Regions from separate parts of the Mus musculus genome. Here regions 2, 3, 4 and 5 are each linked to region 1. A link is a contact called in public ChIA-PET and HiChIP or PLAC-seq data. All regions are on one chromosome and are shown on one strand. Each heading gives the region's core, a stretch centred on a gene start, on an enhancer-like site or on the middle of the called end of the contact. The rest is flanking DNA. Distances are from core to core; before and after follow the strand shown.

The links. ChIA-PET counts read pairs in DNA pulled down with a chosen protein or histone mark. HiChIP or PLAC-seq counts read pairs in DNA pulled down with a chosen protein or histone mark.
Region 2: an RNA polymerase II ChIA-PET map of memory CD8 T cells shows a contact between it and region 1, with 10 read pairs. The contact joins the enhancer-like site here to the promoter of Psmg1 in region 1. A contact is called at or near these places in 2 of 39 promoter capture datasets (the C10 cell line and pre-B cells) and 3 of 115 datasets of contacts at active chromatin or transcription factors (astrocytes, large pre-B cells and memory CD8 T cells).
Region 3: an H3K27ac HiChIP or PLAC-seq map of acute myeloid leukemia shows a contact between it and region 1, with 4 times the contacts expected there. The contact joins the enhancer-like site here to the promoter of Psmg1 in region 1. A contact is called at or near these places in 5 of 39 promoter capture datasets (the 3T3-L1 cell line, the C10 cell line, liver and 1 more) and 3 of 115 datasets of contacts at active chromatin or transcription factors (acute myeloid leukemia, astrocytes and embryonic stem cells).
Region 4: a contact with region 1 is called in an H3K27ac HiChIP or PLAC-seq map of acute myeloid leukemia, with 4 times the contacts expected there. The contact joins the enhancer-like site here to the promoter of Psmg1 in region 1. A contact is called at or near these places in 2 of 39 promoter capture datasets (the C10 cell line and pre-B cells) and 3 of 115 datasets of contacts at active chromatin or transcription factors (acute myeloid leukemia, astrocytes and craniofacial prominence).
Region 5: an H3K27ac HiChIP or PLAC-seq map of DN3 thymocytes shows a contact between it and region 1, with 5 times the contacts expected there. The contact joins the enhancer-like site here to the promoter of Psmg1 in region 1. A contact is called at or near these places in 11 of 39 promoter capture datasets (the C10 cell line, HPC-7-derived erythroid cells, cranial neural crest and 8 more), 4 of 115 datasets of contacts at active chromatin or transcription factors (DN3 thymocytes, astrocytes, cardiomyocytes and 1 more) and 1 of 9 other capture datasets (macrophages).

What each region holds. Positions count from the first base shown.
Region 1 is chr16:95,989,036-95,993,628 of GRCm38.p6, reverse strand. It overlaps Psmg1 (proteasome (prosome, macropain) assembly chaperone 1), which reads left to right and starts at 2,669. Exons shown (of 7, transcript NM_019537.3): 1 at 2,669-2,875; 2 at 4,031-4,137. The coding sequence starts at 2,739. It overlaps Brwd1 (bromodomain and WD repeat domain containing 1), which reads left to right. Exons shown (of 42, transcript NM_145125.3): 42 at 1-1,537. The coding sequence ends at 31.
Region 2 is chr16:95,187,376-95,191,968 of GRCm38.p6, reverse strand. It overlaps Gm31641 (predicted gene, 31641), which reads left to right. Exons shown (of 5, transcript NR_153766.1): 4 at 3,360-3,486. Among named protein-coding and RNA genes, the nearest start is that of Gm31754, 51 kb to the left of the region's middle. Within about 2 kb of position 2,133, at least 27 of the 459 cell types and tissues checked have an H3K27ac peak or open chromatin away from gene starts, as enhancers often do. A contact at or near this core is called in memory CD8 T cells, where this site is marked.
Region 3 is chr16:95,358,199-95,362,791 of GRCm38.p6, reverse strand. Erg (ETS transcription factor) reads left to right here. Exons shown (of 11, transcript NM_133659.3): 11 at 1,466-3,623. The coding sequence ends at 1,986. Among named protein-coding and RNA genes, the nearest start is that of Gm31641, 100 kb to the right of the region's middle. Within about 2 kb of position 2,426, at least 36 of the 459 cell types and tissues checked have an H3K27ac peak or open chromatin away from gene starts, as enhancers often do. A contact at or near this core is called in acute myeloid leukemia, where this site is marked.
Region 4 is chr16:95,401,011-95,405,603 of GRCm38.p6, reverse strand. All of the region lies in intron 3 of Erg (ETS transcription factor), which reads left to right. Among named protein-coding and RNA genes, the nearest start is that of Erg, 130 kb to the left of the region's middle. Within about 2 kb of position 1,998, at least 22 of the 459 cell types and tissues checked have an H3K27ac peak or open chromatin away from gene starts, as enhancers often do. A contact at or near this core is called in acute myeloid leukemia, where this site is marked.
Region 5 is chr16:95,452,338-95,456,930 of GRCm38.p6, reverse strand. All of the region lies in intron 2 of Erg (ETS transcription factor), which reads left to right. Among named protein-coding and RNA genes, the nearest start is that of Erg, 76 kb to the left of the region's middle. Within about 2 kb of position 1,875, at least 30 of the 459 cell types and tissues checked have an H3K27ac peak or open chromatin away from gene starts, as enhancers often do. A contact at or near this core is called in DN3 thymocytes and neutrophils, where this site is marked.

The DNA.
Region 1 (4,593 bases), core at 1,420-3,919:
GAAGGAAAAAGCCCAGCCTACTCCGAGGTAGAAAGGTTACCGGGAATTGTCAGCAGCTCCAATGCCTGCCCTGAAGTCCGCTCCCAACCATAAGCCGTCCCAGCACCTTTTGAACAATTTTGTGAAAGCCATTACTCTGGGTCAAAGTGGGATGATGGCTTCCAGTTAGCTCTACACAGCACAGCATAGGGTGTTCCAAGGAGGTAGGAGATGTGGATTGTGTTGTCAGGTGAGAAAGCAGAAGGACCCACTGAATGTAAAGCAAAGGCTTGACGCAGCTTGGTCCTCTAGAGAAATAAAAGCATGTGGGATATATGGGGAAACAATGCTAATTTCAATGGTTTGCCCTCACAGACTGAAAACTAGGCCATTTCCAAAGGAGGGAGCAGTAAGCCCATGTGACTGCTGAATTTTAACTGGGTCTGATTTATGTAGTGCACATCCCTGGGAACTGAGAGAGTAAATCCTGGGGTGTTACTGACTTCTGAAGAGGAGTGTGGGAAAGACTGTCATTAATGTCTTATTTATAACATTGGAATTCATACTGAATGATAGCTACCTGGTATGAGTAATTCAGGGAATGTATCTTTCTAAGAAAGTTCTCAATGTGACTATTACACTTTATTTCTTCTATGTAGCAGCAAAGATGTAAAGGCCAGACTTGTGGTCAGAAATTAGAACAAGATGCACTCATCGCTTAAGGTGATGCAGTTGGATCCTATTTCTTACGTTTCTCTGCTGTTCCTTAGAAGTTAGAATGTGACACTGCAGGTTCATTTCAGGCTCACTAACAAGCCAAGTGTCGGGGAGTCTGGCCTCTGGTCGTTGTGCTACAAATGTTTTGCCTACAGAGGATGTGGACTTTAGTTCGTTGTTCATGGCTATTTGTTGACATTAAGGTCACCAGATGTGACCTGTGAATGTACTGTCAAGTCTTTTTATCATGTTACTGGAGAAACTTGTCTTCAACAGTTTGTTTTTCCAATTAAAAATAGCTGTGACTATTAGGCATAACTTGCATGTATAAATCAAAAAAACAATGGAACCTAGGGGTGTGTATTTTTCATTAACAGTAATGCACATTTTTTTCAGTTATATGTATGGCCAAAGTGTCCAGATTACTTGAGAAACTTGTTTGTGGTTGCATGCCTGCTTAAAACAAAAACACAACTCAGAATTCTAACATAGTGTGTGTCTTTTTGTAACTCACTCTGAAATCTTCAGCATCTTGCTACAAGCACAGGAAGAGTTCCCTTCCTCCTCTTTGGTGCATGGGTTTGGTTTATTTATTTATTTATTTTGAGCTTTAATGAAAAATTTAAATGTCCAATCCCAAATGTCATAGAATTACTTATTGAGCAATTATATCCTCAAGAAATGCCATGAAATGAAAATATATCAGTCTAATGAAGACCTGTGAATTTTGGCAGTGTGAATTGAAGATCTGAAGTTACATCTTGCTGTCTGATCCTGTCCAGCCTTTTATAATGGAATCCCTTTCTGGCCTTTAATTGGAACATATTTTTATTTACCCTTTAAAGTGTTTGGTCTCTTTATTGTGACTGAATGGAGTAACACTGTAGTAAAATCCCTCCTGCAAATGTGTGCCGACAAGCCACCACTTCCCTATGATTTACCAACACGCTTCAGATTTCTGTTGGTGCTTTTTTCATGTGTGAGTGAGAAATCAAATCGAGTATCTTTATCAGCAAAGTATCCGCTTAAGAAACCAGCAAAGAGACAGCCAGGGACATCTGCTCTTCAGCTCGCTTCTACTAACCCTGGAATCTGAGTCTTAAAGACACCACACTGAGAATCTTGTGTGTGTGCTATAGTTACACACAAAGTGTTCTAGTTGGTATACATCTGCTTTTTATTTATTTCTTTGGTTTTTCTAGACAGGGTTTCTCTGTGTAGCCAAAGGATGTCCTGGAGCTCCCTCTGTAGACCATGATGGCCTTGAACTCAGAAATCCATCTGCCTCTGCCTCCCGGGTGCTGGGATTAAAGGTGTGTGTCACCACTGCCCGGCATTCATCTGCTTTTTATTAACCAGTGAGTATGTATGTTAAGATTGATATGCTTTTTCCTCCCAGTAGACTTGAAGCATCGTTTTTCTACATTGTGAGAGATTTTTAAACAACTTTCCAAGAGTTTTGATTTTTAAAGGACCCTCTGATCCCCAAACATTTTACCCTGGGCAATGCAGTCTCCATTTCCTCACAAGCAAATCTAGAATGTGTTTTTATTTCCCACTGAGGTGCCAGTTACCCTTTTTCTCGTGGGAGCAGCATTCGGTGGAGCTCTTTGTCTTCCAGCACACAAACCAGAAACACACATTCTTCCTGTCATTAAAGTAGAAAACACGGTCTATGAGTTACATATGGCCAGGTTTTAAAAAGCCTAGCCTTGCAGCCTCACTCATGTTCTCTGAATCCGCTTGCAGTCATCAACCCTGGAGCTGTCTGTGCTTCACCCGCAGCTCTGGGTTTCCTCCACGGGTGGGTCCTTGCAGGAGGGTCGCCGGGTGTGGAGCGGGCGCTGCGTGCCCCGGTTAACAGGATGACGGAAGCGCGCCGCGGGACATTTCTCGCGGCGGACCGGAAGCTCTTAGGTTCTCCCCCCTCCCCCCACGGAAGGCGTATCCTCGCTCGGAGGCGGGGTGGGGGCGTGGCTTGGAGGGGGCGTGACTGCGGGCCGGCGCGCATGCGCTGTCTGGCCGCGCGGAGCTGAGGGACCATGGCTGCCACGTTCTTTGGCGAGGTGGTGAAGGCGCCGTGCAGAGCTGGGACTGAGGAGGAAGAAGAGGAGGAGGAGCAGAGCAGGCGGGACACGCCGGAGGACCGGGAGGTCCGGCGGCAGCTGGCGCGGAAGAGGTCAGGCTCCCGGAAGGCTGCGAGCGTCAGGCGGTGTCGGCCTGCAGGGTGCCCTGCGTTCACGCTGGGACGTCGGCAGCCCAGCGATGCTCGCCCTCCACCGTGCACTTTAGGTCACGCCGCATGTCGGCCGTATTTCTTTCAAAACTACTTTCAGACACAGAAGTCAGGTCACGCCAGCCCCTTCCTTGGTCAAGGTTTTACCACATTCATTTCCTCTCCCACCACCCCTACGAGTTTCCGATTAGGACTCCCCACACGTCTTCCTAAGCATGCTGTCTCAATTATTTGTACTCTAGAGCAAACCCACACATAAAATATGCACATAATTAAACTTTGTTGATTCTCCTATTTTTTCAGTACCTCCATTCTGAGCTTTTAGGCGGGTTCTCGGATCAGAACTTGGGTCGTCATGTTTGTGTTGGCAACTTAGCACCTTCCCTACCCCACGTTTGCTAATAACACGTTTTCAGTATCATACCAGTCCACAGTCAAATTCACCTAGATTTTTAAAATACACTTCCCGGTGATTGTGTCAACGACAGACACTTTTGGCAGTTCGTTTCATTTGACAGCTCCCTCTCACTTCTCACACTCTTCCCGAGAGCCCTGATTTGTCTGATGGTCAGTCTTAGCTTACTTTTGCCACAGCTAAATGCTTGAACGTTTGTTTGAAGTCTTGGTCACATTCAGCATTTTGCGGGCTGGAGTGTTGGAGATGCTTTTAGTGTCTTTTTACATTGTGTCTGGCTTGTGGGTGCTGGCATTGTGTGTGTCAGGCTAGTATGAAGTTTGTTAGTAGTTTTACTCATAAAAAGAAAGTGTTTTATCCATTTGCAAGGGCACCAAGGACACTGATTATTTTATCTAACACCATCTATCCATCCAACTATCCACTCATCTCTGTCTTCTATCACCTACCTATTTATCCATCCATGTATATGTAAATATAGCACCTTTCTACTACCCATATAAATATCTATAAGTAACATGTCTACCATCGATCTCATCTGTCTTCCATCTATTTATACATCCAGCTCTATATAGCACCTATCACTTAATCTCTTAATCTGACTGTCATTCTGCCCATCACCATCTCTTACAGTGAACTGGTGGTCACAGTCATATTTGTTCACTTTTGTCTCTTGCTGTTAGGGAGGTTCGGCTTCTCCGAAGACAGACAGAAACATCTCTGGAGGCTGTGCTCCTAGAGACACACCCTTGCTCCAAGTTTATAATTGCAGTAGGAAGCAACGCAACAGGTAAGTGCCAGTGTCAGGAGTATATGTCCCGTTGGAAGAATGGACTCGAAGGTCCTTCTGCATGTATCTTACGTATTTTAAAAAGTTCACAACAGGTCCTGGGCATGTGGCTCAGGTGATAGAGTGCTTGCCTGTCAATCACAAGACCTTGGGTTTGAATCCCAGTACCATGTGAACTGGGCACAATGAAATCCGAGCACTCAGCAGGTGGGAAGTGGCAGAAGAGAGCATGAAGAAGTTCCAAGGCCAAGATGGGCTCCGTGAAGCCTGTCTTCAAAAGCCACAGTCGTTTTACTTCATGTAGGATAGATTGCCTGTTCTTTCCATCTTTGTAATGAGATTTAAAGGAAATATGCTTAGCTTCAGAATTACAGTTCAAGGCCCTGTTTTCCAGTTTGTTATGGTGTCCACAGGTCTAGCAGTAATTGCTTACATCTGGAACACTTCAGTTCTAAG
Region 2 (4,593 bases), core at 884-3,383, 800 kb after region 1:
TTTTATTCGACTCTAAGTGGAAGCCATTTTCAGGATGGTTCCCTATGTCCTCGGTGGTTTTGGCATCTCTCTTCTAGCCTTCACGAAGTCTTTGGAGTGCATCAGCCATTCTTTTGTCCTTTCTTATTTGTTGAGTTTCAACCACATCAGCCCCCCTCCCCCGAGGCATTTCTCAGCAATCCCTAGGTTGCATCTCCTCAAATCAACAGTTCTTGACCCACTCCTCTCCCTCAGCTATTCCCTAGGAAACACTCTCTGTTGCTTGTGTTTAGTTATTACATATGCTGATGAGTCTCCAGTGTCCGTGTCCATCCTCAACCTCTCTCTAAACTTTAGATTTCTGTTTCCAACTTCTGTTTTAACACTTCCACTCAGACATCTGAAATGCATCCAAACAACTTATGGCATAGCGGTCTAACCTTTAGTTCTTATTTTCCATCTTTGCCTGTAAGGCGTGACTCCTCGCTCTCTCCCTTGTGTTGTGTACTTCCCTCTTGCAATTGGCCGTGATGAGAACTTCCTCGCAGACTACTTACCCATGCTCCATGTAAGTTGTTAGAAATAAAAAGTTAACTTTCAGTGCAGCTGAGAAGCATGGCGGCTATGTATCGCTTTTAACATTGTTAATAATAGTCATTTATTGTCTACACATAGCATTCTTCAATTGATAGAGATAGTCTACTCATTCCCGAAAGAAGCCTATCTAATGGAACAATTCTTGGAATGTGGACCATGGGTCAAGATCAATGTTGCCACCCCATGGGTAATGTGGTACACAATAGAAATTCGATGGAGAATGGAGAGCCATGGAAAATTACAAGTTAAAAAACACAGTGATCTAAAGGCCAATGAAACTCAAATGACTGCCAATTTTCTGCCTTGGAGGAATAATTTTCGAGGAGCCAAATTTAGCAAGAGAGATTTGAAAGGCACCAAGCAAGAAGTTCAGAATGAAATACACCAGGCATGGCCTCAGAAAGCTAGTCAATAATTGTACATTTGCATTTTAACTCTTCCTCATCGTTACCAAAGGTGAGTTCCCCGATATCTATCCAAGATGTGAAGCACTGTTTATCTGCTTGCCTGCTGATGAGTTCATGGCTCAGCTCTGCAGCTACTGGAGCAGTGCAACTCATCCTCTCTGCTACACAAGGTGAATAAGATGCTTGGGAGAAGGAAGCATTTTTCAATGTTGAATAGACTGTTTGCCCTGAGCAATTATATATATATGTGTGTGTGTGTATGTGTGTGTGTATATATGTGTGTGTGTGTGTGTGTGTATGCCATATCCTACAGTATAGATAACAAAGCTGTGGCAGTTATTAAAGTTGTCCCATAAGGCTTTCAACTCTTCCGTGTTCTAGCACACAGATTTCCCCCACTTTCCTTAAGACCCCATACAATGCCTGCCTTTGGGTAGACTTACTAAGTACTAGATGCACAGAAAAGCACTTTGCTGTATCAATCATTTGAGGTAGATATTATTATTGTGACTTCATAGATGAAGAAACTGAGGCTTAGCACAATGAGCTAAAGGCCAGTGAAACTCACCTGACTGCCTCTACCAAGAGGTAGAGAGGTCAGCTTTGAACTCATTGTCTGTTTTGAGCATCTATCTATCTCAGTCCTTCCAGGGATGAGTCACTGCATCTATAGGAAGTAGAGCACAACTGTCCACACAGGGCAAAGCATGTTTACACACGGTACTCAAGATTCAACTTACGAGTCCAGGAGAACATTCTATTTAGTTGGTGGGATTTCATTCAAATTTTGTAATATTGAGTGGAAATTTATTGATCAGAGTTATCCAGAAAAAGGAGAACCAATAAGGGGTGTGTGTGTGTGTGTGTGTGTGTGTGTGTACATATGGAACTGGCTCACATCATGTAAGAGGTTAACAAGTCTAAGATGACAGTGTGAGCACATTTGTTACTTTTCTTGTTGCTCTAAATCAAAGACATCAAAACACATTCCAGCAGGAAAGATTCCTCGTGTCTCCTGGTTTTGGAGAGTGCAATCTCTCCTGGGAGGGAACAGGTGGCAGCTGGAACCTTAGCCCTGTCCACAGTGGCAGGAACATGAGGTAGCAGCTCTTTACATTGTAACCCCCAGAAAGCAAAAGAAGCTGGCTTCATATTGGAGGTGTGGGTCAGGCAGGGAATAATCACCCTTGTGACCTCCTTCCAGCAGCTGGGCCCCACTCCTTGAATGTTTCATAGCCTTCAAAATAGCATTAGAAGCCAGAAACCAAACATTCAAATCGGGAGCCCGTGGTAGCACACTTCAGATGCAAACCATAGCAACAAGACTGAAGACTTGAGACACAGGAAGGAAGAAAATGCAGTTCAGGTCTGAAAGCTGCCAGGCCGAAAATACAGCTCAGCTTGTGCACAGGGTCTCAGCTCAGCATGTGCACAGGAGGTCTCAGGAGGTCTTTTTCTTGAGAAGTCAGCATGTTTGTTCGGCATAGACCACCACGTGACTAGATGCAACTCCCCATAGTAGGTCTCTCTTCCTGTGTCTTGACATAATCAACTTAAAAGAAAATAAAAAAAATAAAACCCACAGGCTTATTGTGAGTAGTTTCCACTCATGATCATGTGACTCAGATGCTTTGGGCCTGTGGTGATTCATGTAGCGCCTTGTGGTAGGAATGCACAGCCGAAGATGCCGGTTCACTACTGAAATCCCCTCCTAGTGCACGCCCTCAGTGACGTAACTTCCTCCCAGGCGGTCCCTGCAGAGGATCCTCCCATTTTCCAGCCCACTCATAAGCTGGGAACCATGCCTTCAGCATGAGACCTGCAGGGAGCATTAGGAACCAGTTACATCATGTGGTTCAATGCTTTCTGCTCACAACACTGTTAATCACCTCTCAGGCATGGGCAGATGATGCATAGAATTTGCTATCACTAGAAAGGAGCCTGATTGAATAATTTGAGGTTGGACATCAAAAGTACCACCCATGGTCTCTCCCTTGTCAGCATGACCGAAGCCACCACTCTGCCTCCCTGTGAAGTCACGGGAAGCATCCACCGACCTCAGTGGAAAGGACACCATGCTCTGCCACCTGGCAAAAGTGCAAAGGAGCTCCAAGTGCTTTTATGTCTGTCCTTTTGTAAGCTGATGCTTCAAATACATTTTGTTGTTGTTGTTTACAAGCGGCATTATTCTGTTGTTTACTCTATGGGAAGCTGCTCACACAGGAAGCCATATTCATTTCTAAACTTAACTGATGGACATTGTGGTTTGACCCCTTGCATGCAGAAACACTGATGCTAGAAGCCGCCCATCAATAGGAGACAGGCAGTATCTGAGTTCATCCTGGGATTGGTTTTTAATTGCATTCTTTATCTTAGGCGCTCCTGGCTACCTCTGGAATGATTGATCTTGTCCCCAGTCACCTGCCACACTTCCAGACACCGCTTGGCATCACCGAGAATGAGCTAAGATGCTCAGAAGAATGTCATTTTGCTCTGGGCAAAGGTTGGTTTATTGTCTATGCAGGTAAGATGCATGTGCAGTGGAGATGACAGGGAAAGAAAGGCTCAGGGCACAGATTTTGGCAGGCAGAGACCAGGTACTAAGGAGTTCACTCAAAGTCAGTCACTTTTCCCAGTGACTCCCATCTCTACACTACGTGTGTGCCACAACTGACCCCTTTCTGTCTGGATCCTTCCCAGAAATAAAACACTGCCAAATGCTTCCCTATCATTGGCTATTTTTATTGTTCCTCCCCTGTCAAAAGGACTAAAAACAATAAAACCAAGAACTCACACCTGTCACTCCTGGTAACTCTTCTGCCCCACCCCCAATCAGCTACTCACACCTGCCACTCCTGGTCACTCTCCTGCCCTACATCCAATCAGCTACTTACACCTGCCACTCCTGGTAAGTCCCCTGCCCCACACAGAACAGTCCAGAATGCATATTACAGGGGGTTTTTAAGACAAAAAACACTGAAAAACTACTGTTAGGAGCCATCTAGGATAGGCTAAGGATAGCAGGTCACCTCCAGGAAGGTGACCCACTGCTTCTGCATGGTCCTCGATGGGTGAGCTCTATGAGGCAAGCTCCCAAAGAGATTTGGTCTTAGGATTGCTTCTTGAAGCTGATATGCCTTTCCTGTCCTTATAAATTTAATATTATATAATCCCTGGGTACTATCCCACCCTATTGGGCATATTTGTGCAGATCAGCAAAGATGTATTGTCTTGTAGACAATATAGACAATAATTTGTCTATATAGACAAATAGATGGTTTAATTTGTAATGATGATACTGTAAGAATTCCTAAAAATGTACTAGTATTTATTAAGCCCTTTATAATAGGACTTTTATTAAAGCCCTTTCTGATATGAAATCTGCAGTGAGAACTCTGCCAGTCTCCACGTGTCATGAGTTAATTGCTTCTGAGGTAGAAAGCAGGCAGCTACAACTTAGGGATACATTCCTTAGAGCTGTAAACAATTACAATTAGCCAAAGGTCATAAAAGGGAACTAACAATTTATTGTAGGTGAAAAGGCAGAAGATAAAATATTGACTGGGTTTACCTATACAAAACTGCAATGTCAACATAGTCATAAAAGTTA
Region 3 (4,593 bases), core at 1,177-3,676, 630 kb after region 1:
ATCGAGAGAGCCTGTCTTAAAAAACAAAATAGGGCAACATAACCAAATTTCTTTCTTATCTTTACACGCATATATGTGTGTGCATGTACACACACACAATTATACACATGTGTACACAGATACACAAGCACAGATATCCATACCCACACATCAACATACATGAACTAGCACACATGTATATACACAGACACACACCCCCACACACTCGAACAAGTATACACGTGTACACAGATACACAAGCACATATATCCACACCTTCACATCAACATACATGAACTAGCATACACATGTGTACACACACATACACACATACATGAACATGTATACACACTTACACAAGCACATATATCCACACCCACAGACATCTATGCACGTGTACACACACAGAGACACACATTCTCTCTCTCTCTCTCTCTCTCTCTCACACACACACACACACACACTGCTCATTCTGACTGAGCCAGGGTCTCTTTGATTCCAAAGAGTTCCACCCGTAGCCTGTTGTCTTTTAGAAGCACTGTGGCACATGGGTTTCTGTCATGTTGCATTTGGCCCAGGATTGGGAATGGGCGATCTTAGTTTGAAACAGAGCCAGTTCTTTTTCCAAACTTCCTCATTTGGAGCGGGTTAATTCTGTCCTAGGAAAAGTCCTGACAGAGCTGCCATCTGAGCACCCGCCAGGTCTTATGTTAGAAACAACAGTGTTTACTTCCACTCTCTATTTGCTTTTCCATAGACTCGTAGGTGTTCGTTTCCTAAATCTGACTTCTGTTATTTCACTTTACCCAGCCAATATAAATGGCGGCAGGCCATTATTGCCATCCACAGAATGGCCTTTTCCACCTCACAAAATGGGGGGAAAGTAGCTCGTTCATCCCCCTGAAAACAGGGTGACCCAGGCGCTCTTTGAAGAATTCCAAAGTAGAAGAAACATGCTGAACTTTGCTCTGGGTGTGTTCTCCCTGTGTGTGTGTGTGCATGGAGAAGTTGGTTCTATGAGGCCAATGTGTGAGCAATCAGGGACTGCCATACAAGGTCAAGTGTCCTAGAAGTGGAGGCAGAGATAAGGATCCCCAAGTGGTGGCTCCTTAAGGGTCCATTCTCGGGAGGAAGCAGCACTGGGCAGGAGGAACACTGAGGAGCCTCCCAGCCTTCTTGAAGCTGAGCCATCGTGTGCCAGCCTGGTTCCTAAGCATCTACGGGGTACAGGCAGCATTCAGAATCAGCGTGTCCTGTAGTCCCCTTTCGTCAGTGTGGCCTGGAATATCTGGGGGTGGAGCTCTTCCTGTTCAGCCAAGGATTGCTCTCTAGATAAACGAGGAGCCAAGAGTCAAAAGTCACAACAGCCCAGGAGCAGAGAGATGGGGCTGGGGTTGAAGACCAGACCTGGTCAGGAGGTCTATCATTGAGGACTGAACCTTCTGTCCTTGGTTCTGATTGGCTTTGTGTCCCTCCTGATCATTAGGTAGTGGCCAGATCCAGCTGTGGCAGTTCCTGCTCGAACTCCTGTCAGACAGCTCCAACTCCAACTGCATCACCTGGGAAGGCACCAACGGGGAGTTCAAGATGACAGACCCGGACGAGGTGGCTCGGCGCTGGGGGGAGAGGAAGAGCAAGCCCAACATGAACTATGACAAGCTCAGCCGCGCCCTCCGCTACTACTACGACAAAAACATCATGACCAAGGTGCACGGGAAGCGCTACGCCTACAAGTTTGACTTCCACGGGATTGCCCAGGCCCTGCAGCCCCACCCTCCTGAGTCGTCCCTGTACAAGTACCCCTCCGACCTGCCATACATGGGCTCCTATCACGCCCACCCCCAGAAGATGAACTTTGTGTCTCCCCACCCTCCCGCTCTCCCAGTCACATCTTCCAGTTTCTTTGCTTCCCCGAACCCATACTGGAATTCACCGACTGGGGGCATCTACCCGAACACTAGGCTCCCAGCCAGCCATATGCCCTCTCACCTGGGCACCTACTACTAGAGACCAGATGGAGGCCTTTCCCAACAGTGTACAATCGCCTAGCAGTCGCCACAAACTCAGCGAACACAAATCAAAAGTGCCTCGTGAGGAGTGGAAACGGTTGGCCAGAGCTGGGGAAGGAAGCTGGGGGGGGAAAAAAAAACCAAAGACTCGCAGGGGAGGGTGGGTGCCACCCAAGTATTACTACAGAAATAGAAGAAGCTCAAAATATACTGTACATGGACATATAACCTGTGGTCCACCCTTGTCAAAGACATTGTATGTAGAAAAGCTTGACCAAAAAGAACAACTGCCCAAGGAAGTGGCCTTAAGTAGTGTACAAACTGTAGAGTGTGGGACCTTGCTTGACCTACCAGGATTGAGTGAAAGCAATAGAACAGGAACAGACTTGGCCTAACACACCATGTATGATGTCATTTGAAGGGAAACTACCTGTGTTTAAAAATAGAAACCATGTCAAAACCAAAGAAGAAGCAGACAAAAACAGAGATGGCGGGCCCCTCCACAGACCACAATGGCTGTGGACTTTCTTGGCTGGCATTTGCTTGTTTTCTTTGAAATCAGATTCGTTCCATTTGATAGAGAGCTGCCAGCTCTGTCAAACTGTGAAGATGACCCAGGGTCTCATCTCCTTTTCAGTATTATGGGAAATGTGAGCCATGTGGTGGGTGGGGGCTGTGCATGTTGTTGGGAGTATGAGATTGTAGGAGAGAAGCTGAAATGGAGGAAGTAGAGGAAGGGCTGGGGGAGGGAGTGAAGGAGGAGGGAAAGGAGAAGGGGGAAAGGTGGAGGGGGAGAGGAGGAGGAGGGAGAGGAGAAGGGGGAGAGGTGGAGGGGGAGAGAAGGAGGAGGGAGAGGAGGAGGAAGAAGAGGAGAGAGAGGAAGGGGAGAGAAGGAGGAGGGAGAGGAGGAGGAAGAAGAGGAGAGAGAGGAAGGGGAGAGAAGGAGGAGGGAGAGGGAGAGGAGGAGGAAGAGGGAGAAGAGGAGGAAAGGAAAGGATAGAAGGCAGCTGCTCAAGCCACCACAGCTGAATTTAGGGCACCTTGGGACCAAAGGGCATGAGTTGAGAGATGTTTGATGCTGTCAGTGTTGTAAGGACACAGATTTGTGGAGGACTGGGAGCAGTAGTATTCAGAACCAAAAATATGTCTCTTTGTGAAAAGGAAATCATAACTGGAATTGTCTGATATTTTTTAACAAAAATTCAGAACCTCAGCACTCGGTGGAGGCTTTTGTCCTTCCCGGGAGCAGTCGAGAGGTGACCTTGGTAGCCACCATGGTCAGAGACCACACAGGCATTGTGGGTAGGTGGGCTCCAGTTTTCCTTAATGAGTCGCGAACGCTGTGCGTTCGTCAGAACGAAGTCTACAAGTCAATGGGTTTTTTCTTTTTATATAATAATTATATAACTTATGCATTTATACACTACGAGTTGACCTCGGCCAGCCAAAGACACACCACACACAAACAAACACACACACACACACACACACACACACAAGAGACAATCAAAACATATGATGTGGCCTTGAATTTTAACTCTGTAATGCTTAATGTTTACAATATGAAGTTACTAGTTCTTAGAATGCAGAATGTATGTTAATAAAATGAGCTTGGCCTCTCACGGCGAACCAGAACGGTGGTAGTCTCCGTTTGTGCTTCTTTGCTGATGAACAGTTGTCTAGCAGAAACTTCGCCGACTCTTAGGGGTTTGTGTTACAGTCTTAGTTTGTCCAAGAATGTGAACAGATGGCCGTCATACAGATGTACTGTTACCCAAGCACACAAGCAGCATGGGCCTCCTGACTCCCACGAGCTCCTTGCTCTCTCATTTTCACCCAATATGGAAAGAACACAGGTTTCTCCTAAGGGCCTCCATGATTGCTCTGAGCAGGTAAAGAGACCTCCACAGCTGAGGCTGTCACTAAGGAGTTCTATTCTGCACTGGTCACCCGGCTTATTGTCATGATCATGCGATTCTTGATGAGTGATAAACAAGCCATTGTTAAGCCAAATTTTGTCATCATGATCGGTACATCAGTCGCAGAGAACTGCAGTTTCTTGTTAAAAAGCATCAGGGGAGCCCAGGAGATGGCTCAGTGACTGCAGCTCTTGCTTGCAAGCATGAGGACCTGAGACTGATCTCTAGACGCTTTGTAAAAGTCAGGTACAGTGGCCCACCCTTGTAATCCCATCTCAGCGAACGGCAGATTCACAGATCCCTGGAACTCACTGGCCAGTTAGCCTAGCGTGCTCTGTGAGGTTCCAGGACAGTGGGAAACCTTGTCTCAAAAAAGTTATTTATTCTCTGACCCCTTAGGTCAGACCCATAGGCATGTGTGCACCCACATACAGAAATACATATACACGTGAATACACACGTGTGCACATGTGTGCATCCACTACATATGCACGCACGCGCACACATGCACACGCTCACCCACACATGCATATGCGCGTGTACACACACGCACACACATGTGTATACACACATACACACGCACACACGCACAAACACACGCATGCACAGTAAAGCCCTGAGGTACAGCTTCTGAGCTTACCACTCCTCATTCTGAGGACTCCCCCAGCGGATGCTCTGGCCTTACA
Region 4 (4,593 bases), core at 749-3,248, 590 kb after region 1:
ATGGGATTTCTTCTGCTTTTTTGCTTTAATTTTAAAATTCATAGAAATGTGTATTACATATTGAGCACATATCCCCAGACACCCCTCATCCCTTTTCTTGGCCCTCCACACTCTTTTGCCAATCTGGACAGTTATATGTCACGTGTGCATGTGTGGTTTTGTGTGTCGGTACAAAATCTATAAGAACCACAAATGAGAGAGAGCGTGAAATCTGTCTTTCTGAGAAAGACTTGTTCACTTACTATGATTATTTCCAATTATCTTATTTTTCTGCAAACTACATAATTTTACTCTTTTTATGGATTGAAAAATAGCCTGTGTATTTATGTACCATATTTCTTGATGACGATCCTTCGTGTCTTGCCTAAGGATCCACAGCTACTGGTATTTAATGAGCTGGGGTCCCAAGCTGGTTGCTCTACTCCCAGGTTTGCTCTCCAACCTCTTGGAGCCATGAACTCATTAATTCTGTCAGATGAGTGTCTCCTTGAGGTGGTGCTCTCAAAGCGAGGTCCTGAAGCAGGACCTGGGGGTCAGGAGCTCAACCTATGGAGATCCCCAGGTTCTGGTCTAAGTCTTCACAGCAGTTGAAGGAACACGGCAGGGCACTCTGGTTTTCTGGTGGCTGAGAGGTAGCATTGGGCATCGTTGAGGGAGGTGAGAAACAAAAACCCAGTATCTAGGTACAGGCCCAGTGAGCCGGGTCAGCTCAGCAAGTAGAGGGGGGCTGCGCTGGAGGTGTGTCTGTCTGTCTGCATGGGGTGGCATCTTCTGTAACTCACCCCATGGACCCTGTGCTTGGCGGAGTCAAAGAGGTGAAAGATGATGTTCCCTGGGCCTTGCCTCTCAGTGCAGCCTGGGAAGAGGAGGGGTGGGACCTGCCTCCCTCCAGCCTGTGGTTGGATAGTGACATGCTTTGGGTGCAATAGTTTAAAATACTTGTTTATTTAACTTGATAAAGAGTTCCATGTGTCCAAAGGCGAGACTGTGTGGTGTCGCTGAGGGTGGACTTGAACTCCTGCTCTTCCTGCTTCTGCCTTTGAAGAGGCTGGGATTACAGGAAGTGCCACCACCCCCGATTTATGAACTACTGGGAACTGAATCTAGCACCTCAGGCCCGTTAGGCAAGTAAGCTACCAACTGAGCTACACCCCCTACCCCACAATATGATACATTAACAGTGTGCCCCATGAAGTGTGGTGAAGGTCATCGAATGAGGAGTGGGTCACTTGGTTGGTTGGCCCTTTGACCTCAGACATGATGGTGGCATACAGTCACTCGTTCAGCTGAGTTTGTTAAGCACCTACTATATATACAGTCACTGTTCTAAAAATGTAGCAATCAAGATTCTTTGCTGCTGGCTTTCTAAAGGAAGAAGGTCACCATTTGATCAGCTGACTTGTCAAAATACACAGCAGCGCAGATCAGAGCAAACACTAAGGTGAAAAGTAAGGCAATTCCAGGCAAGATGGTCCAAAAAGGTTACCTCTTAGAAAGTGGAATTTGGTTAAAGACCCAATAACAAAGAAAGAACTCTCTCGATTACACAGTGGAGGATATCCCAGGTTAAAGGAATGCTCTGTGCAAAGGCCCTGTGGTCAACCAGAGATATTCTCTAGGGTCACAAGAGGGCCCACATGTAGTGACCAGGAGGGAGGGTAGCAGAAGGTGAGTTTGCAGAACATGCCTGTGAAGACCAGCAGCTTCACTGCAGAGCCAGCCTGGACGCTTGCAGGTGAAGGAGAACTCTGAGTTACTCAGAGTCCACAGGTCTTCCTGGTGCCTGTGTTGAGGCTGAGAACCTGATGCACATACAGGGCTCTGGGGTGTGCGGTCCTGGGGCTCTGCAGAGGAGTAGAGTGGTAGAGGTCAGGGAGAGACATTGCGGGCTGTAAAAGGAGGTGGCGTGCTCTGCAACCGGGATGAGCTGTGTGAAGCAGGAAGGAAGCCAGGACAGGATATAGACTACAAACCAAGCACACTGTGGACAGACCAGAGCTCGGAAGCACCCTGGGCTCACAGCCCAGGTTCCTCTTGGGTGACAGCCTTCACACTGTGACTTGGCTCTGACCAATACCAGGGAAAATGTCAGGCTCTCTGCCTCCATTGGTGGAGCAGACCTTTACCCATTCCACCAGTGGGTCATAGCACAGAGGATTTTTGCAATTGAGAGTTTCCTAGGTATCTGGGAATGGAGGCCAAAGGATGCTGGTGTCACCAAGTACTGAGCAAGATGGCATTACCCCCTTCAAAAATATCTGACTCCACATGCTCATGGTGTATAAGTGGGACCCTGACTTTCTGCAAGTTTTGTCAACATTACTGTTCCTACTGGCACGAAGATAGAGCTATAGGAGCATACAGTCTGTGAAGGAGAATGCAGCTCAGGTGGTCTAGAAGGTTGTAGAGTGTGGGGGTAAATTCTCTCTGTTACTTCTGTCTGTCTGTCTGTCTGTCTGACTGACTCTCTCTATATCTCTGTCTCCCTGTCTGTCTCTGTCTCTGTTTTTCTCTGCCTGTCTCTGTCTCTCCCATGCACACAGCCCTAAGTGTGAGCCCTACAGTTGCCTAAGAACATCAAGGTGGCTATAATCCCAGCACTCAGGAGGCAGAGGCAGTTGGATCAGGAGTTCAAGACCAGCCTAAGCTACATGGTAGAGCTGAGATCCACCTGGGCTACATGAGACCCTGCCTAAAACATGCAGTTAACAATGACAAAAAATATCTCCAAAGATTGGCAGCAGGTGTTCTAAACCTAGAGAATGCCTAGGACCCATGATGACAAAGCTTAAATGTGAGATCTGCTGCATGGCATTGGGAGAGAGCTTAGAAGTTATTTTAGGATAGAGGATGTCCAGTTTCCTCAGTAAGACTACAAGAGGGCGTGATTACAACTAGACTCATGCTTTTCTGATGAAGTTCTTTGACTTTCTGAAGGTTGTATAGCCAGCTTAAGCTCGCCTACCATAGGCAGCTTGTCCCCAGCCTCACATCTCCCTCTCTGGGCCTCCCCTCATAGGGGGACATTTTCTTTGCTGCCAGAGACATCAGGGTCCCTGGAGAGTGTTGTATGCCTCTCCTCTCCCTGATCTCATGTCTTCTTGTGTTGGAGGCTAACAGATGCTAACAGGCACTGCACCTAAAAGTCTTAAATGTGACAAGGAGCCCCCAGGTGGGCCCTTTACAGTGGCCTTCAGTGGATACTCACTGAACTTGAAATCAAGCTTCAAAGTCCTGTGTCAGGTGCACACTCTTTACAGTTTCTGTGTGTCACTGTGTTAGAATCAGTGCTTTGTGTACCTATGTGCAACCAACTCTTGTTGAACACTTGAAGCTATCCGCAGGCCTGGCTTCTCTTTCAGCTTGGGTTTGCTATTCATATGCTTCTTGTACTTGGCGAGCGTTGGGCATGATCTGGGGGCAGTGATATTCCTGGGCACTTGCTCCCTTCTGCCTCAGGGCTCCGACATGAATTGGCAAGCAAGTTGCCTCCTAATTGAGCTCTGCTGCCCTCCAGACTGTGGCTGTGCTGGGAGACTTTCCAATGAGTCCGCTTGGGTGTCTATGACAGAAATACCCAAGATAGGTTGGCTTATAAGCAGCATAAGTATATTCCTCTTATTCCCAGAGGTTGAGAAACCCAGCACCGGGTCACCGACCGATTTGGTGTCTGGTGAGCACCTGCTTCCTGATCACTGAGGGTAGCTTCCTGCTGCGTGCTTGCATGACTGAGGAGCAAATTCTATCTGTCTCTTCTGTCTGTCTGTCTCTATCCCTGTCTCGTTATCTCCGTGTATCTCTGTGTCTCTGTCTTTTTTCTTTCTGTCTCTGTCTGTCTCTGCCTCTCTCTGTCTGTCTTTCTCTGTCTCTCTGTCTGCCTCTCTCTGTATCTCTGTCTCTCTGTCTGCCTCTGTCTTTCTCTGTGTGCCTTTCTCTGTAGCTCTCTTTCTCTCTGTCTCTGTCTACCTCTGTCTCTGTCTCTCTGTCTCTCTCTCTGTCTCTCTCTCTGCTGTTTGTTAGGAATGCCAGTGTGCAGTGTGTAAGCACCAGAGGTTGGTATCAGATGTCTTCCTCAGTTGTTTTCTTCTTTATGTACTAAGGCTGAGTCTCTCATTGAACCCGGAACTTGCCAGCTAACTCAACCAGCTACCTAGTCTACCCTGGCAGATCCCCTGTCTCTGCCACACAAGCTCTGGGATTTTATGTAAGTGGCCACACCTACCTATCTTTTATGTGGGTGCTGGGGATCTGAATCTTCGCATAACAAGCATTTTATCCACTGAGACGGCCCTGAATTTTCTTAAAGACCCATCCTGAGATGAAGGCTCTACCCTTGTATCCTAGCATTCTCCCAACGTCTATCTAATTTCATCATATTGGGTTTCTTCATGTTGGCTCAGTGAGGAGCTGCCCCGTGCTGGCCATGGCAGGGCCTGATAATCTGGCTCTTTTTACTTTCATGGACCCTATGGCTTGGTAAAGGTGAGCTCACTGCTGCAAAGGTGATATATGTAGACTTGATGAACAAAGCACTGGGTTTGGCAGGACACGGAGGCTCTGCTGTTTCTTTCTCACCTGCCTTCCTCCATTCTC
Region 5 (4,593 bases), core at 626-3,125, 540 kb after region 1:
GCGCGTTGGGAAGATGGCCGTGAGGACTTCATAGTGCAATACTGAGAGATGCATAACCCTGGAGCCTGTTGCTCCCCACATAACCTTATGAGTTAGGTGTTCGATTCAGCCTTCCAAGGATTTTTCTGAACTTGTTTGTGGTGACATTTGCCTTTTGGGCAGCCCAAGGAATCCTAGGTCTGTACATAGCATCCTGCTTTAAAAAGCATTGGTGGAGGGGAATGGAATAGAGTTATGGTAGAAACAGTCTTATCCTGAACAGTTTAGGAGGCGGTGAAGCCTAGGTTGCAAGCCTTAATGGCCATCATTGGGAAGAGAGGCCCCTTGGTCTTGCAAACTTTATATGCCCCAGTACAGGGGAATGCCAGGGCCAAGAAATGGGAGTGGGTGGGTAGGGGAGTAGGATGGGGCGGGGGGAGAGTATAGGGAACTTTCGGGATAGCATTTGAAATGTAAATAAAGAAAATATCTAACAAAAAAATAAAGTTGAATCTTGTATGCATGCATGTGTATGTGTGTATCTGTAGATTTGTGTGTTTGCACATGTGTGTATGGATTGGTGATATGTGTCTGTAGGTTTGTGGTGTGTGTGTGTGTACGTGGAAGGGCATGGAGGGAACGTGTTTAAACAGCAGCTTGGGTGGAAGCAGTTCAGGAATCAGACAGGATATAGAAATTTCCTAAGGTGCCTAGGCGAGCAGGCTCTGAACAGTTGGAAAGTTCCTAAGGAGGCCCACAGCCCTCTGAGCTGAGGATGGTGAGGGACAGGTCAACTCTGCATGGGCTTTTCATGGATGTGGTTACAGAACTTAGCTAAAGCTGTGCTTGCTGCAGCCGTTTTCCTCGTCTACCTTCCGGCATCCGGGGACTAGACATGGCCTCCCTCGTTCTGCGTTGTGGGGGATTCTGTGACACTGGAAGAAACTCCAGGTGCTGGGTGTTGTTGTTCTTGGTAACTGCCACATCCCAGAGCACAGGGCAGCCCTCCCCTTCTGTTCTAGCCCAAGTTCATTGAAAAGACAGCTTCTCGCTATAACTTTTCTGTGTGCATTTAGGGTATTTAGGGTCACTCTGAGATCCAAGCTGTCTTCTATGATACAGCAGTTATAGCTGCACATGGATGAATCTCAATCTCTCTCTCTCTCTCTCTCTCTCTCTGTGTGTGTGTGTGTGTGTGTGTGTGTGTGTGTGTGTGTGTGTGTGTGTGTGAATGCACAAGCACCTATGCCCACCAGCATCCTGACTCGTGGCCCCAGCAAGCAGAATCGAAAGTGGTTGACTCTCTGGGTGTCATTTAACCCACAGGAGGACTCCCACTCTCTGAGAAATGTTCTAGAACAAAATGATTTTTTCATTATCTGTATCTCCTTTATTTCATTATTATTTTTCCTTCTGAAAAACAGACCTTGATATTTAAAAACATATTCCCAAGCGTGCACACACACACATTCGCGCCAGTGTTTCTTAGAAAAGGATACATAGAAAATACAATAAAACCGGAAAAGCAACTATTCCTCATGCCTTAAGGACAATGTTACTTATGTGAGTTTCCTGCAGCTGAGAGGCATTGATTTAGCCACTAGTGTTCATAAGACTCTGTGGAGATCCACGGGAGTCTCTGAAATGTGTAGTCTCAGAAATTTGCAAATGGTATTGACAGTGTGTGGTGTCAACCACTGTGGCCAGTCTGGTCCAGTTGCTACAGAAACGTCAGCTATGGTAAGATGAAGGGCATTGCTTCCTGCCCTGTCTGGGAACACCATCAGATCACTCCAGAGGCCATATCTTATGTTATATGGGCACATACACCTTGCATTTAAGTGCTCAGCTGTTTGGTGACTCTGTGTGACCCCATCTTTCTCACCATCAGTGTGGCAACCCAGCCTCATGCTGTCGTGAGCTATCTGTAGAGCCTATAGCAGACAAGCAGTAAGTGACAGATGCTGTGCTTGGGACTCATGTCTTTGTCATCCTTTGTGATGAACTGCCGTGCTTTCTGATGCCACTCTTTGTCCTCTACGTATTTCTTCAGGAGGAAAGCCCCCAGCCACAGACTCTGCCTGGATGTTTTCACAGACAGAGTGAACAGTGGGGTCACTTCCAGAAGTCATAACACAGCCTCCAAGCCTGTGGCAGAATATCCTGGGCTAGGGGGACGGTGGGAGCTGGTGATTAGCGTCCTCTTGCAGTAGGTGAAGGTAGAGTGCTTTGGCTGCTCAGGTGACATGGTTAGCCTGTCGCTTCCTCTATTCAGAGACCCAGGACTACATTTAGTGACCCCAAGAGACTTGAATGATGTATCACTCCTTGGTAGCATAATAAGAAGGGTCCTGGGGTCCTTCACTGTCTAGAGTTCTCCATGAACATTTGTGTGTGTGGGGGGGGGCATAATTTTGCTTTGTACAATTTACAGATGTAGAATGAAAGGCATTTTCATTCTAAGGAGAACACAGAGATGTTATAATCTAGATTCTCCACATCCCAGCAGGCCACCCAGGCTGCTGACCTGTGGTGTGATCTTTCTGATTGTATGTGCCTCTTTGTTCTTCTATACAGCTAACTGTTCTGTTTTTGTTTTTGTTGTTGTTGTTGTTGTTGATACTAATTCATACACATTTCACCACCACATCACTTTAAGTTTTTAATAAGCATGATTTTGTGAATTTTGTATTCTATATAAAATAGATATCATTTACAGCTGATGTTGTGTCATGGGAAGTTCCCTCCCTTCATACTCTCATAGCGGCACTGCTATGCATCCTCTACCTGTTTTTTTGTTTTTTGTTTTTTAAAGAGTGTATTTTTGCTTAAAACAGAAACTCTGGGGCCGCCTGTAATTAATGTGTACCTTTAAAATCTTTGCCAAATTTAGAGATTTGGCCCATTTCATAGACTTTCGCTAGAGGCCCTGATTTGCCCACAGCTTCTCGGATATTTGATGTCACCGTTGTCACGGTTGGAGAAGCATGGAAGGTCCTTCTCTTCATTTGATCTGAATTGGTTTCAGCATCTTGTACCTTTTCGTATGACCCTGTCTCTGTTTACAGGGTGATCTGTACTTTTCCCTTTTATGCTTACCCACTGTTTGACCCAGTATGTTTCCCCGTGTGTGTCTCCATGGACCCTGACTGGAGCTGGAGGTGAGCTGCATCTCCCTTTGTCGCTCACACTTCCTTCTGTTTCAGTTCCCCTCTCTCCTGCTTGCCCTGGTTTGTTTGTGTCTATATTCTTAGGAAGCCGCAGGGCTTTGTTCTTAGTAATAACATACACACTTTAGCTTTGTCAGTAGGGGCTGGCAAACTGCAGGGGCCGACAAGTACCAAAACAATGCATATTAACTTAAATTCCTTATACAAAGGAGGTAAGAGGTCAAAATAATGTAGTCATCGTAAAGTCCCATTTCTTTCCTGATCCTACTGAAATAAGATGAATTAAATAGACTTCGTGCTTAAGGGCACACAAGATGGTTTAAAACATGTAGCTCTAAGGACGTTGAGTTTGGGATCCTGTTTGACACCATGACACCCTGAGCCACCTGGCAGGCCTTGCGCTAAATAAACAGGCACAACAACTCAGATGCTCAGAGCAACCGGGCTCTGGAAGCATGGAGAAAAAGCAGGTTTCTCCCTGTCCTTGGGGCTTCTGTCTCACTGTCCTCGGAGGTCTCCTTATGCGGGTTGTGTCCTGTATCTGCAGCGCTGTTTCTCTGCAGAGGACAATGGTGTACTGAATGGTCTGGAACACATTAAGACTCTGGGTAGTGAGAGTTCTTGTAATCATCTACTCTGTCATCTGTTCTTATGTGAAAAAAAAATCCAGCAAACAGCCATCCCGTCACAAGAAGTAGCTAGACGGTGAACTGCTGGAAATCTTGACGGTGACATCTTGCCTCCTCTTGTGTTTGCTTGGCGACAGGGATTGCTTTTGGTGGTTGTTTTAACTTTTTTGAGTTTTAGACATGGTCTTACTCTGTACCTCAGGATGGCCTAGAACTCAAGGCAATCCTCCTGCCTCAGCCTCCCCATGGTCACAATTATAGGTGTGAACCACATTGCTGGCTTAAGAATATCTACATAATATGATTATTTCCTGAGGTACTGGGTATGGAACCCAGAGTTTCATGCATGCTAGGCAAGCGCTCTACTACTCGGCTCCACGCTGTCCTAAGAATTCTTTCCTTATTTGGCTGTATCCAAGGGGTAGAGGTTCCTGATTCCAGTCTGTTGGTGACTGGCTTACATGTCTTCAGCTCAAGTATGAACTTCCTTGATCTGCCTCAGGCGTCAGTAATGAAAACTCAGGTCAGGGGTTTCCGCCTGGCCCCGTGTCGTCTTTCGGCAGGGTGTTGTGGAACTCAGCCCTGGGAGGAACAGGTGCCATGCTGTTGTGTGCAGATAAGTGCTGAGAGTTTCAGAAAAGAAATGCCAAAGCCAAGTAAAATTATTTATGCTTTAAAGTGCCACATCAGAATCCAACTATAACATCAACATCAGCACTATTACTTCAAACACTTAGTAGAAACAATGCGTGCTTAGTTCTGGAAAATGTGATAGGGGACATCAAGCAGAGATGCTATGGGCTTGGCTGGCTGGC